Regions from separate parts of the Sus scrofa genome. Here all the other regions are linked to region 1. A link is a contact called in public HiChIP or PLAC-seq data. All regions are on one chromosome and are shown on one strand. Each heading gives the region's core, a stretch centred on a gene start, on an enhancer-like site or on the middle of the called end of the contact. The rest is flanking DNA. Distances are from core to core; before and after follow the strand shown. Region 1 overlaps DPYSL2 (dihydropyrimidinase-related protein 2). Region 2 has its middle 56 kb from the start of EBF2. Region 3 has its middle 84 kb from the start of PPP2R2A.

Evidence for each region. HiChIP or PLAC-seq counts read pairs in DNA pulled down with a chosen protein or histone mark.
Region 2: a contact with region 1 is called in an H3K27ac HiChIP or PLAC-seq map of alveolar macrophages. The contact joins two enhancer-like sites. A contact is called at or near these places in 1 of 47 Hi-C or Micro-C datasets (embryonic fibroblasts) and 1 of 2 datasets of contacts at active chromatin or transcription factors (alveolar macrophages).
Region 3: an H3K27ac HiChIP or PLAC-seq map of alveolar macrophages shows a contact between it and region 1. The contact joins two enhancer-like sites. A contact is called at or near these places in 1 of 47 Hi-C or Micro-C datasets (embryonic fibroblasts) and 1 of 2 datasets of contacts at active chromatin or transcription factors (alveolar macrophages).

The regions. Positions count from the first base shown.
Region 1 is chr14:10,445,614-10,449,729 of Sscrofa11.1, forward strand. All of the region lies in intron 1 of DPYSL2 (dihydropyrimidinase-related protein 2), which reads left to right. Among named protein-coding and RNA genes, the nearest start is that of DPYSL2, 19 kb to the left of the region's middle. Within about 2 kb of position 2,223, at least 4 of the 83 cell types and tissues checked have an H3K27ac peak or open chromatin away from gene starts, as enhancers often do. A contact at or near this core is called in alveolar macrophages, where this site is marked.
Region 2 is chr14:10,081,487-10,085,602 of Sscrofa11.1, forward strand. No RefSeq gene overlaps it. Among named protein-coding and RNA genes, the nearest start is that of EBF2, 56 kb to the left of the region's middle. Within about 2 kb of position 1,670, at least 40 of the 83 cell types and tissues checked have an H3K27ac peak or open chromatin away from gene starts, as enhancers often do. A contact at or near this core is called in alveolar macrophages, where this site is marked.
Region 3 is chr14:10,109,468-10,113,583 of Sscrofa11.1, forward strand. No RefSeq gene overlaps it. Among named protein-coding and RNA genes, the nearest start is that of PPP2R2A, 84 kb to the right of the region's middle. Within about 2 kb of position 2,179, at least 20 of the 83 cell types and tissues checked have an H3K27ac peak or open chromatin away from gene starts, as enhancers often do. A contact at or near this core is called in alveolar macrophages, where this site is marked.

The DNA of each region.
Region 1 (4,116 bases), core at 973-3,472:
AGAAAACAACAAAAGTAGGAGTTCTTGTTGTGGCACAGCCAAAACGAATTGGACTAGGAACCATGAGGTTGTGAGTTTGATCCCTGGCCTCACTCAGTGGTTAAGGATTCTGTGTTCCTGTGAGCTCAAGGATCCTTGAGCCCACAATCCTCTCCAGATCCTGCATTTTTTCTACTCCTTTCTTACCAATTTTTCTGAAGTCTAATCTATATTTGCTTCCTCTGTTTCTTCACCTCCATTTACTTTTTTAAAAAATGAACTTTATATACATCAATAGGAATATATTATTAAACATAGAGGTAAGGCTAAAACACACTTTGACCTTTCCCCGCATCCTGGTTCTAGGATGCCACCTAGGCATTTGGCTCTAGAATCTGTCCCCCTAATCATGACATTGTTTTGTAGTATGAATATATCATGGCATATTTAGTCATTTTTTCTGTTGTTTCCAGCGTTTATTGATAACAAACAATGCTTCATGGGTATCCTGCACATGTTCACTTGCTCTTGGGGGAGTGTGAGTGTTTTTTTATGGTAAGCCCTGGATAGCGAAACTTCTGGGTCCTGGACAAGCATATCTAACCTTATTATAGGTTCTTTCGAATCTCCCTTGAAAGGGACTGTCCTTTTCACATGCCTATCAGCCATATAGAAGCATTCTTGTTTCCCTGTGATTTCACCAATTGAAATAAAATTTTAAAAATTTAAAAATAAAAAAAAAAAAGAAATTCTCGTCATGTCACAGTGGAAAAGAATCCTACTAGGAACCATGAGATTGTGGGTTCGATTCCTGGTCTTGCTCAGTGGGTTAAGGATCCGGCATTGCTGTGAGCTGTGGTATACAGGCTGCAGATGCAGCTCAGATCCTGCCTTGCTGTGGCTGTGGTGTAGGCTGGCAGCTGTAGCTCTGCTTAGACCCCTAGCCTGGGAACTTCCATATGCAGTGTGTGCTGCCCTAAAAAGCAAAAAAATAAAAATAAAAAAAATAAAAAAACTTTGCCTGTCACATACGTTTCATGTTTCACTTGCCTTTGTCTGATGAGCCTATTTCCATATGGTTACTGATCATGTCCAGTGTTTCTTTTTGTGAACAGTCTGTTTATAACTGTTACTCATTTTTCTGTGGGAATATTTGTCTTTTGCTTGTTGATTTCTAAGAGTTGTTTATTTTGGGTATCACGACTCAGTCTTCAACCGGCTCCAGTATAGCTTCCTGAAACTTGTCACGGTCATAGCATTTTCCACGGAGTGAATTCAGTGGGTACTTTCCTGTCATTATCTTCCTCTATAACCGGGCAGTTTACCGAGGTGCCTATTGTACTGCATTTGAGGACCTTTGGGCTGGGCTAAGAAAATGTGACCACTAGATGGCAGTAGCACGCAATGAGCTTTATTTGGGTGTAGCTTTGACAAGTCGCTAGGGAAGAAAGTCCCTTCCAGCCCATGACCTTCTAGGACAGAGGCCTGGACTGCCAGCCAGAAAGGAAAGAGGGCAGGGGACTTTTGGCGGGGAGGGGTTTGGTACTGAGCGGAGCGGTTAGGGCCTGATGACTAGTGATGTTACCTGGTAGCACAATTGGGTGTCTCTGGGTCAAAGGCTAGAAGGGCTGCAGCACCCGGATGTCTTTTATATTTGCAAGCTTTGTTTTTTATCTTTGGCTTGCAGATAGTGGGTGCAGTTTTTCAAGATACGCAAAACAGGGAGTTCCTGTTGTGGCACAGCGGAAACGAATCCGACTAGTGTAGGTGAGGATGCGGGTTCAATCCCTGGCCTCGTTGTGGGTTGGGGATCCAGCGTTGCTGTGAGCTGTGGTGTAAGTAGCAGACGCCCCTCGGATCCTGCATTGTTGTGGTGTAGGCGGGCAGGTGTAGCTCCAATTCGACCCTTAGCCTGGAAACCTCCATATGCCGTGTACAGCGCTAAAAAGCAGGAAAAAAAAAAAAAAAAAAAGCAAAACAGGCAGATTCTAAATGGTTAAAATATGCTTATTGGGCTATAGTTAAAGCAACTGGATGTGTGAAATTTTGAGTTTCATGCTGGTGGGCTTAGACCCAACTGTCCCAGCGTTCAGTGAAAAAGTAACAGGGACTAAGATAGAGGGGCCACCTTTAACCCATTTATTTAAATACTCTTTTTTTTTTTTTTTTGAAACTGCCTCTGATTTCTGTGATGCTGCAATCCCTGGTTTCCTCCTAATCACTAGCCTCCTTCTCAGTGTCTTTGCTGATTCACACTCTTCTCACTGTCCTCTAAATCACGGCTTCTTGTGTACTCAGGACGGCTTGACACAGTCTTCAAAATTATTGATGACCCCAAAAGCTTTTGTTTCTGTAGGTTATAGCTCTTTATACTAAGGCTGGGTAGGATTTCTCTTGTGGCACAGTGGGTCAGGGGTCTGGAGTTGTCACTGCGGCAGCTTGGGTCACTGCTGTGGGGCAAGTTCAATTCCTGTCCTGGGGAATTCCACATGCTGCAGGCACAGCCAAAAGAAAAATTTAAAAAGTAAATAAAGCTGGGGAATTAAAAAAAAAAAAAAACTTTTTTTTTTTTTTTTTGGTCTTTTTACGGCCCCACCCAAGGCATATGGAAGTTCCCAGGCTAGGCGTTGAATCAGAGCTGTAACTGTCAGCCTACACCACAGCCACAGCAACACGGGATCTAAGCTGTGTCTGCAACCTAGACCACAGCTCATCGCGACGCCAGATCCCTGACCCACCGAGCAAGGCCAGGGATCGAGCCCTCATTCTCACAGATAATAGTTGGTTTGTTACTGCTGAGCCGCAACGGGAACTTCCTCATTTATGATTTTTATTTGTTTGAATTTTCTCTCTTTTTTCCTGAGTTTCCCAAGCTACGGGTTTGTCAATTTTGTTTTATCTTTTTTGAAAAAGAACAGGTTTTTTTTCCTTTTCTTTTCTTTCTTTTTTTTTTTGTCTTTTGTCCTTTGAGGGCTGCACCCGAGGCATATGGAGGTTCCCAGGCTAGGGGTCCAATCAGAGCTGTAGCTGCTGGCCTACACCACAGCCACAACAATGTCAGATCCTTAACCCACTGAGCAAGGCCAGGGATCGAACCCACAACCTCATGGTTCCTAATTGGATTTGCTTCTGCTTCGCCATAACGGAACTGGTCTTCTTTTTGTTGATCTTTTCTATTGGTTTTTCTGATCTCTATTTCATGTTTATTTCTGTGCTGATCTTTGTTATTTCCTTCCTTCTGTTAACTTTGGACTTTTTTTTTTTTTTTTTTTTTTTGTCCTTTTGCCATTTCTTGGGCCGCTTCCGCGGCATATGGAGGTTCCCAGGCTAGGGGTCGAATCGGAGCTGTAGCCACTGGCCTACGGCCAGAGCCACAGCAACACGGGATCTGAGCTGTGTCTGCAACCTACACCACAGCTCTTGGCAATGCTGGATCGTTAACCCACTGAGCAAGGCCAGGAACCAAACCCGCAACCTCATGGTTCCTAGTCGGATTTGTTAACCACTGCGCCACGATGGCAACTCCTGGACTTTTTTTGGTTCCTGAGAGTATAAAGTTAGGTTGTTTATTTGTGATTTTTTTTTTAAAAAGTAAGTGTTTATTACTATAAACCTCCCTTTTAGAACTTCTTTTGCTAGATTCTATAAGTTTGGTGTGTTGTGTTTCCACTTTCATTTGTTTCAAGATATTTTAAAATTTCCCTTTTAATTTCTTCTTTGAGTCATTGATTGTTCAGGAGTGTGTTGCTTAATTTCACATATTTCTGAAGTTTACTGTTTTCCTCAGGTTATTGATTTCTAGTTTCATACCACTGTGGTTGGAAAAGATACATGGCATGATTTCAGTCTTCCCAAATTTGTTAAGAATTTTCTATTACCTATCATATGAACTTTCCTGGAGAATGTTCCATCTGTGCTTGAGAAGAATAGGTATTCTTTTTTCATCGAATGGAACACCATGGATGTGTCTGTTAGGTCTCTTTGGTCTAAAGTGTAGTTCAAATCTAATATTTTCTTGCTGATTTTGAGTGGATGATCTACCCTTTGTTGAAATTGGGTATTGAGGTTGTTGACTATTCTTGTATTGTTATCTGTTTCTCCCTTTCAATTTGTTAGTATTTACTTAATATATTTAGG
Region 2 (4,116 bases), core at 420-2,919, 360 kb before region 1:
AGGTCAGTCCGAAACTAGAATGTGAATAGCTTGTGGCGCTAGACTCCCATTCATGTGTGAAAGGAAAACCAAAACGAATTGCTATTGCTGAGCAAGCTCTAAAACGGAGCCAGGAGGCCACTGAGGAAGTGTGACTTAGGTACATCTCAGCCTGGATGGAATCTAATCCTTTGACTTTTGGGGGGGGCACACTCGCAGCATATGGAAGTTCCCAGGCTAGGAGTCGAATTGGAGCTGCCGGCCTACACCACAGCCACGGCAATGCCAGACCTGAGCCGCATCTGCGACCTATACCATAGTTCACGGCAACGCTGGATCCTTAACCTGCTGAGCGAGGCCAGGTATCAAACCCACATTCTTGTGGATAATAGTCGGGCTCATTACTGCTGAGCCACAACAGGAACTCCCTCCTTTGACTATTTATTGTCCTAACAAAGGCATTCAGAACATCTGCCTGAAACTCAAGATCCTGACTGGGGAGTTGTCATTGTGGCTCAGAGGGTTAAGAACATGACATAGTGTCTGTGAGGATGCAATTTGGGTTCAATCCCTGGTCTCACTCAGGGGGTTAAGGAAATAGTGTTGCCGCAAGCTGCAGCATAGGTTGCAGCCATGGCTCAGATCCTGCATTGGCTGTGGCCTCAGCTGCAGCTCAGATGCAGCCCCTAGCCAGGAACTTCCACATGCCAATTGCAGCCCGTAAAAAGAAAAGAAAAAAAAAAAAGATACTGTCTGGCCCCCTTACCCTGAAACAACTCGTGATGGATGACTATTTCCTTTCTTGTGTCAGAGTATCGCCTGCTGGCTTTTGCCTTTATAAGCCCCCTACTCTTTCTCTTCCCTGGAACACTCTTTCAGTTTTATCCAAATCTGTGTCTCCTGAACTTCAATTCTTTTTTTTTTTTTTTTTTTTTTTTTTTTTTTGCTTTTTTGGGCCGCACCCAAGGCATATGGAAGCTTCCAGGCTAGGGGTCAAATCGGAGCTGTAGCCATTAGCCTACACCACAGCTCACAGCAACACCGGATCCTTAACCCAATGAGCAAGGCCAGGGATAGAACCCTCTTCCTCATGGATGCTAGTGGGGTTCATTAACTGTTGAGCCACATGGGGAACTCCAAAAATAGTGTTTTTGTTTATACATCAACTGGGTTAGAACTTAGCTCAGATAATTAATAATAAATGGCCTTTCATTTCATGGATGTCCAGTGGGGTATCTGAAAGCCCACACAGTTCTTTGCTGTGCAGGACCATTCCACATTTTGGAGGGTATCTGGCATCACTGGCAAATCCCATTAAATGCCAGCGGTTCCCCTTTGTAGCAAAAAAAAAAGAAGAAAAAAGAAAAAGAAAAAAAAAATTCCTCCCACCGAGTCCCAAGAGCCCTTCTTAAAGAACCACTGAGATTCGGGGCGTGAGAACCAGGCAGGTTGTCTGGGATGGGGTTCAGCCAGGGCCTGCAGTCCTCTCATCACTAGAGCCATCGCAAGGAAGCCAGTAGAAAGCCGGTTCTTTGGTGGACCAACCCGGAGCATGGGAATCAAGGAGAAGAAGGATGCGTGAAAGAGTTCTCCTCCCGGTTCTGCACTCTGGCTCCGGGTTGCACCAGCAGCAAGACGATTGCCGCTCCCTCCCAGGCGAGGGAGCCAAAGAGCCTGCGACACGTCGAGGTGCCGCCGGGAGACCTGACTCAGCCCTCCCGGATGATACAGCAGGGCTGCTGACTGTGACCCTGGCGGTGACAGCTACTATTTATTGAATAATTAACAAGTTCGTTACTATCTTTTTCATGTAATTTTAACAACCTATTTATTACAGGCGAGAAAACAAGTTCAGGCAGTTGTAAGAAGCTGGGGAAATCAAAAGTCACTGACACAAGGCAAGGGCACTGTCGCAGAGATTCCTACCCGGCAGACTCAAAGCCGCTCGTTCCGAGTCTCCCTTGGCAGACTTCCCAGTGGGACAGCTGCCAAACTCCATCTCCGCCCGCCCGCCTTCGCGGTTGGCTGGGACTTGAGCTGAGAGGCTGGGTCCGCCACTTTCCCACTGGGCTGAGGACCGCGCTGCCAGCGCCCTCCTCTCCCGGTTTTTCTCCTACCGCGAGATCTGACGGATGGAGGGGCGCTTAGCTCACCCGCGTGATGTCTCTGGTGCCATCTCAAAGGTGTAAAGACTTGGGAAGCAGTGTCTTCTCCCAAGATGCTAGCGCTGGAAGGATTGTACTTGATTGACAGCTGCTTCCGGAGCTGACTTCTCCTTTGCCTGCACAGGCTCCTCCCCCAAGATCTAGCTTGGGATATAGGCGCAGAAGCAGGACTGAATATTCCTATTGTTTTCCTCCTGTCATCCCTTTACTGAGAGCCTGGAGAGCCCGCTTGAAGTCAATTCCTACTCCACAGAAGGCCCTTTGCTGTGAACCCTTAACCCCCTCCTTGCCAGCGTCTCCCATCCCTACCACTTACTGGGTGGGACTAGCCTGTCACTGAGCCCTGATGGCTACAGTTTTCTGTCAGTGCACAAGACCTTTGCGTCCAGGGACAGCTAGAGCTGCAATTCCACCCCACCCTTTTTAGGGCTGCACCTGTGCACATGGAAGTTCCCAGGCTAGGGGTGGAATTGCAGCTCTAGCTGCTTGTCTACACCACAGCCACAGCAATACCAGATCCAAGCTGCCTCTGCAAACCACACCACAGCTCACAGCAATGCTGGATTCTTAACCTCCTGAGCAAGGCCAGGGATCCAACCCACATTTTCATGGATACTAGTCGGATTCTTAACCCCCTGAGCCACAACGGGAACTCCCTTCCATCCTTTTAATCCTTGTAATTAAAGGGTTACATGCTCCATTGTAATTAATGAAATCGTTAGAGACAAGCACTAATAATTAAGACAATTGCCTTTTTTTTTCTTTACACTGTCACAGCACCTCATTGGATCCTCACTACAACCTTGCTAGGCGCTGTTCCTGTTACTGCCTTTCTACAGATGAGGAAGGTGGAGGCCCAAGTCACACACCTGGGACCTGGTCTTGATTCTAGCTCCTCTCACCCCAAACCCCAGTGCCCCTCAGCAAGGGGTTTATGCACCTGCTACTAAGTCCTCTGCATCTCTTGAAAACTCGTTTTACTCAAGTAATTTGGCAGTTCCTTTAAAAAGTAGAAAGATTTTGTTCTTTCTCTCAAACTTTTTTTTTTTTCCTTTGTTTTAGCCCTCCAGAGGCATATAGAGTTCCTGGGCCAGGGATCAAATCCCAGCCATAGTTTCGACCCAAGCCAAAGCTGCAGTAACCAGGGATCCTCAACCCACTGTGCCCGGCCAGGGATCAAACCTGCATCCCAGTGCTCCAAAGACAACACTGATCGTGTTGCACCACAACAGGAAATCCTGTCAAACTGTTTAAAGAACTTCACACCCATGGGTCAGTTTAAGGCTCCAGAGTTCCAGTAAAACTCACAGAGCCGCTGTTATGTTCCCTGTTTGACTGAGGGGGCAACAGAAAATATCCTCATTATCTATGGGTCTGCTATGTCAGGATATTAAGCAAAGTATATATTTGGCCTTTGACCTATTCCAGGCACAGATCTCCTAAAATTCAGATCTCCCCAAACTCCTAAAACTTAGGGTTTCCTGTGATGAGAGCCCTAAATATGTCTTATGTTAATGATGTGACATTGGAAAGCTCTCAGTAACCTAAGGGTGGGGGCTGGTCGCCTGGGGAACAAACCACGGGATTTGGGTCTCTTAAACCCACCTGAAACTTCTTCCTTTTTTTTGAAACTTGATCCCATTATTTTCACCTCCAGCTCCCACCGCATGCCCCCTTGAGATGGCAAGTCCTGAGCCAATGCTATCACCTGGCTACTGACCTTTGCCCAAGAAACTGGCATTTCCATGGACATGGGCGCCATGATTGATGATAGATGGGGTTTCCATCTTCAGGTGTGCTCTTGTGTAACTTGAAAATGCTTTCCTCTCCCAAAGCAATAGAAATTAGAACAAAAACAAACCCATGGGATCTCATCAAACTGAAAAGCTTTTGCACAGCAAAGGAAACCAAAAAGAAAACAAAAAAACAACTTACAGAATGGGAGAAAATAGTTTCAAATGATGCAACTGAC
Region 3 (4,116 bases), core at 929-3,428, 340 kb before region 1:
TTTCTCATGACAAGGAATCCAGTGGCAGGGTGGCTTCAGGTGGCTGGCTAATAAAGTGGCTCAAGAATATTAGCAGTAATCCAAGTTCTCACCATCTGCCTGCCCTACCCAACTTCCAGGCATTGCATCCAGGCACAATGGCCGGTGGAAGAAGACTATTCATTTCTTCGAGCCTAGTTTTCTTTGTTTGTAAAATGGTCTTATCATCTGTATGTACTTTACAGAGCTATTGTAACAATTAAACAAGATAAAATACTTGATGCCCTAAGCAGAGTACTTGGCTCAATACGCTCAATATGTGAAGATTGAATGGGGCCTGATTAGAGTCTCTCAGGGGATAGGATTCTAGGGAATAAGGATGTGAGGCCCAGATTTAAAATCTACCTGGCGTTACAGGACAAAACTTTCATTTGAAAAGATACATGCACCCCATGTTCCTTTCAGCACTAGTCACAATAGCCAAGACATGGAAACGACCTAAGTGTCCATCAATAGATGAATGGATTAAGAAGATGTAGTACATATACACAATGGAATACTACTCAGCCATAATAAAGAACAAAATAATGCCATTTGCAGCAACATGGATGCTATTAGAGATTCTCATATTAAGTGAGGTAAGTCAGAAAGAGAAAGAGGAATACCATATCATATTACTTATATGTGGAATCTAAAATATGGCACAAATCGGAGTTCCCGTTGTGGCGCAGGGGTTAACGAATCCGACTAGAAACCAGGAGGTTGCAGGTTCAATCCCTGGCCTTGCTCAGTGGGTTAAGGATCTGGCGTTGCTGTGAACTGTGGTGTAGGTCACAGATGCAGCTCGGATCTGGCGTTGCTGTGGCTATGGTGTAGGCAGGCGACTACAGCTCCAATTCGACCCCTAGCCTGGGAACCTCCATATGCCTCGGGAGCGGCCCTAGAAAAGGCAAAAAGACAGAAAAATAAAATAAAATAAAGCACAGATGAACATATCTACAGAACAGAAACAGAATCACAGACATGAAGGACAGACTTGCAGTTGCCAAAGGAGCGGGGGAGGAGGTGGGATGGACTGGGAGTTTGGGATTAGTAGATGCAAACTATTACAGTTAGAATGGGTAAACAATAAGGTCCTGGAGTTCCTGTTGTGGTGCAGCAGGAATGTATCCAACTAATATCCATGAGGATGTGGGTTCGATCCCTGGCCTTGCTCAGCGGATCAGGTATCGGCCAATGCCATGAGCTGTGGTGTAGGTTGCAGATGAGGCTCAGATCCAGTGTTGCTGTGGCTGCAGTGTGGGCTGGTAGCTGTAGCTCCGAATCAACCCCTAGCCTGAGAACTTCCATGTGCCAAGGACGTGGCCCTGAAAAGCAAAAAAACACAATAAGGTCTACTGTACAGCACAGGGAACTATATCCAGTCTCTTGGGATAGAACATAATAGAATATGAGAAAAAGAATATACATACATATATATATACATATATATATATGTATAATTGGGTCATTTTGCTGTGCAGAAAAAATTGACAGAACATTGTAAATCAACTGTAATGGAAAATTTAAAAATAAATAAATAAATAAATAAATAAATAAAATCTGGAATTACTGTTTTGGCTCAGCAGTAATGAACCAGACTAGTATCTATGAGGACTTGGGTTCCGTCCCTGGCCCTTCTCACTCAGTGGGTTAAGGATCTGGCATTGCTATGAGCTGTGGTGTAGGTGGCAGACAAGGCTCAGATTCCATGTTGCTGTGGCATAGGCTGGCAGCTGCAGCCCTGATTCAACCCCTAGCCAAGGAACTTCTTCCATATGCTGCGGGTTCGGCCCTAAAAAGACAAAAATATAAATAAAGCAAAATAAAATAAAATCCACCTGGATTTAAAATCCGGCACCACAGCTGACTAGCTGAGTGACCTTGGACAAAATGTTTCTAAGCCTATTTCCACATCTACATCAGGGAGAAAACTCCAGTACCTAGTTTAAAGGATTTGGGCTAAGTTAAAATGACGCATGTAAAACACATAACATTGAGCCTGGGACCTCAGTAAATACAAGCAACTTTTTTTTTATATTTTGACAATCTGCGATAAAGCAAAGAGAACCAGAGCTTGCTGAAGTAAGTTAAGTACTGAGCACTAAAGAGGCCTTTGGAAGGGAGTCTCAGCAGCCAAAACAAAATGCAGAGGCTTTGTTGAGATGGGAGATAATGTTAGCTAGATAAAATTGGTAAAGTGAGACCTGATTTTTAGTGTGTCTTCAACCCGCCCAAGGAAAGATCAAGCCCCTGTTATGGTAATGAGTGGGGAGTCCTCCGCAGCAATCTGTCCAGGCCCTGGAACGGGATCGGACTCCATCACATGGCCAGGCGGGTCCCACAGGAGGGAAGGGCAGGGCACGAAGTTGACTTGCCTCCCGAGCTCTGTAGGTGGCAGTGCGCGTGCAGCGATGAGGCGGGAGGAGGGTGTGGCCACCCCGGCTCCTCGCCGGGACGGAGACTGGTCTACACCCGGACCTGGAAAAACGGATCCCTACAACAATTCCAGATGCCTCCAGCCGCCCATCCAAAGGCCTCCCCTTCTCCTTCGGTCAGCCTGCTGCACTGGAAACAAAACTCAGATTTCTAGGGGCTTGATTGCAATTTAAAAAAATAAATACAGCGTGGAGAAACCTCCCCTGAGTTTGTAAAACACTCTTGCTCTCCAAAAGGATTCTTAGATTGTATTTTACTTTCAGTGATTCCAAGATCAACCTTTGGTCCAGAGAAAAGCGCTCTGCCGCTGAGAGATTTAAAAGGAAAGGTTACATGGCTTTTAAGGACTCCAGGTCAGGCTAATTCTTTCTCATTGGCATTCAAGCGGAAGTCACTGTTTGCTCACCCCACCCCCGACTCCAACACGATGACTTTAGGCTTCATGGTGACTTATATCGTCAGGGCACTCCATGAATTATCTCCTGGCACCTATGATATGCGGTTATTTCAGCAGCTGAGCAAGAGAGCTTCCGTCATGGCGTAGGGGAAGTGAATCTGACCAGGAACCATGAGGTTGAGGGTTTGATCCCTGGCTTCACCCAATGGCTAAACATCTGGCATTGATGTGAACTGTATCTTCTATTGGACCCCTAGCCTGGGAACCTCCATATGCCACGGGTGTGGTCCTAAAAAACAAAACAAAAAACAAAAGGCAGAGTGTCCTGGTCCTTCCACAAAACTAGGCTGTTGGCTAGTCTTGAGCATGGAGCATAGACTGTATAGTCCTGGGGTTCAAATTCCTTCTCTACCTTTTAGGAGAGTAAATGCTGAGCTTGGGGTTCTAAACTGAGCTGTAGCTGCCAGCCTACACCACAGCCACAGCAACACCAGATCTGAGCCGCATCTGCAATCTACACCCAGCTTGAGGCAATGCCGGATCTTTTAACCCACTGAGCGATGCCAGGGATTGCACCCACATCCTCGTGGATACTCGTTGTCAAGTTCACAACCCGGTGAGCCCCAATGGGAATGCCAGTGCTGAGCTCTTTTGAGTCACAACCTACAACATGGCCCTACCCCAAGGGTATAATAAGATTAGCAGTGCCAGGCCAAGCCTCTGAGAAGCTGAGGCCAAAGAAATAAAATCACTAACACCAATATCCTTATCTTTACTTAAAATCCTGATATTTTCATCTTTTTTTTTTTGCGTCAATTCTTATTTATTTATTTATTTATTTTGCTATTTCTTGGGCCGCTCCCACGGCATATGGAGGTTCCCAGGCTAGGGGTCGAATCAGAGCTGTAGCCACTGGCCTACACCAGAGCCACAGCAACGTGGGATCCGAGCCGCGTCTGCAACCTACATCACAGCTCACGGTAACGCCGGATCATTAACCCACTGAGCAAGGGCAGGGACAGAACCCGCAACCTCATGGTTCCTAGTCGGATTCGTTAACCACAGCGCCACGACGGGAACTCCAATTCTTATTTTTTTAGATATTCCACCAAAATGTGATTTATCTTGACTCCTGAGTTGGGGTGGGGTTTTTGGTATCCTGGTCAATGACCCTGATTTTAAAGCAATGTATGTAAACTTGACAAGCACGCTATAGACTTGCCAAAATATTTGCTGAAGGAAAGCATAGAGCACTGGGGGCG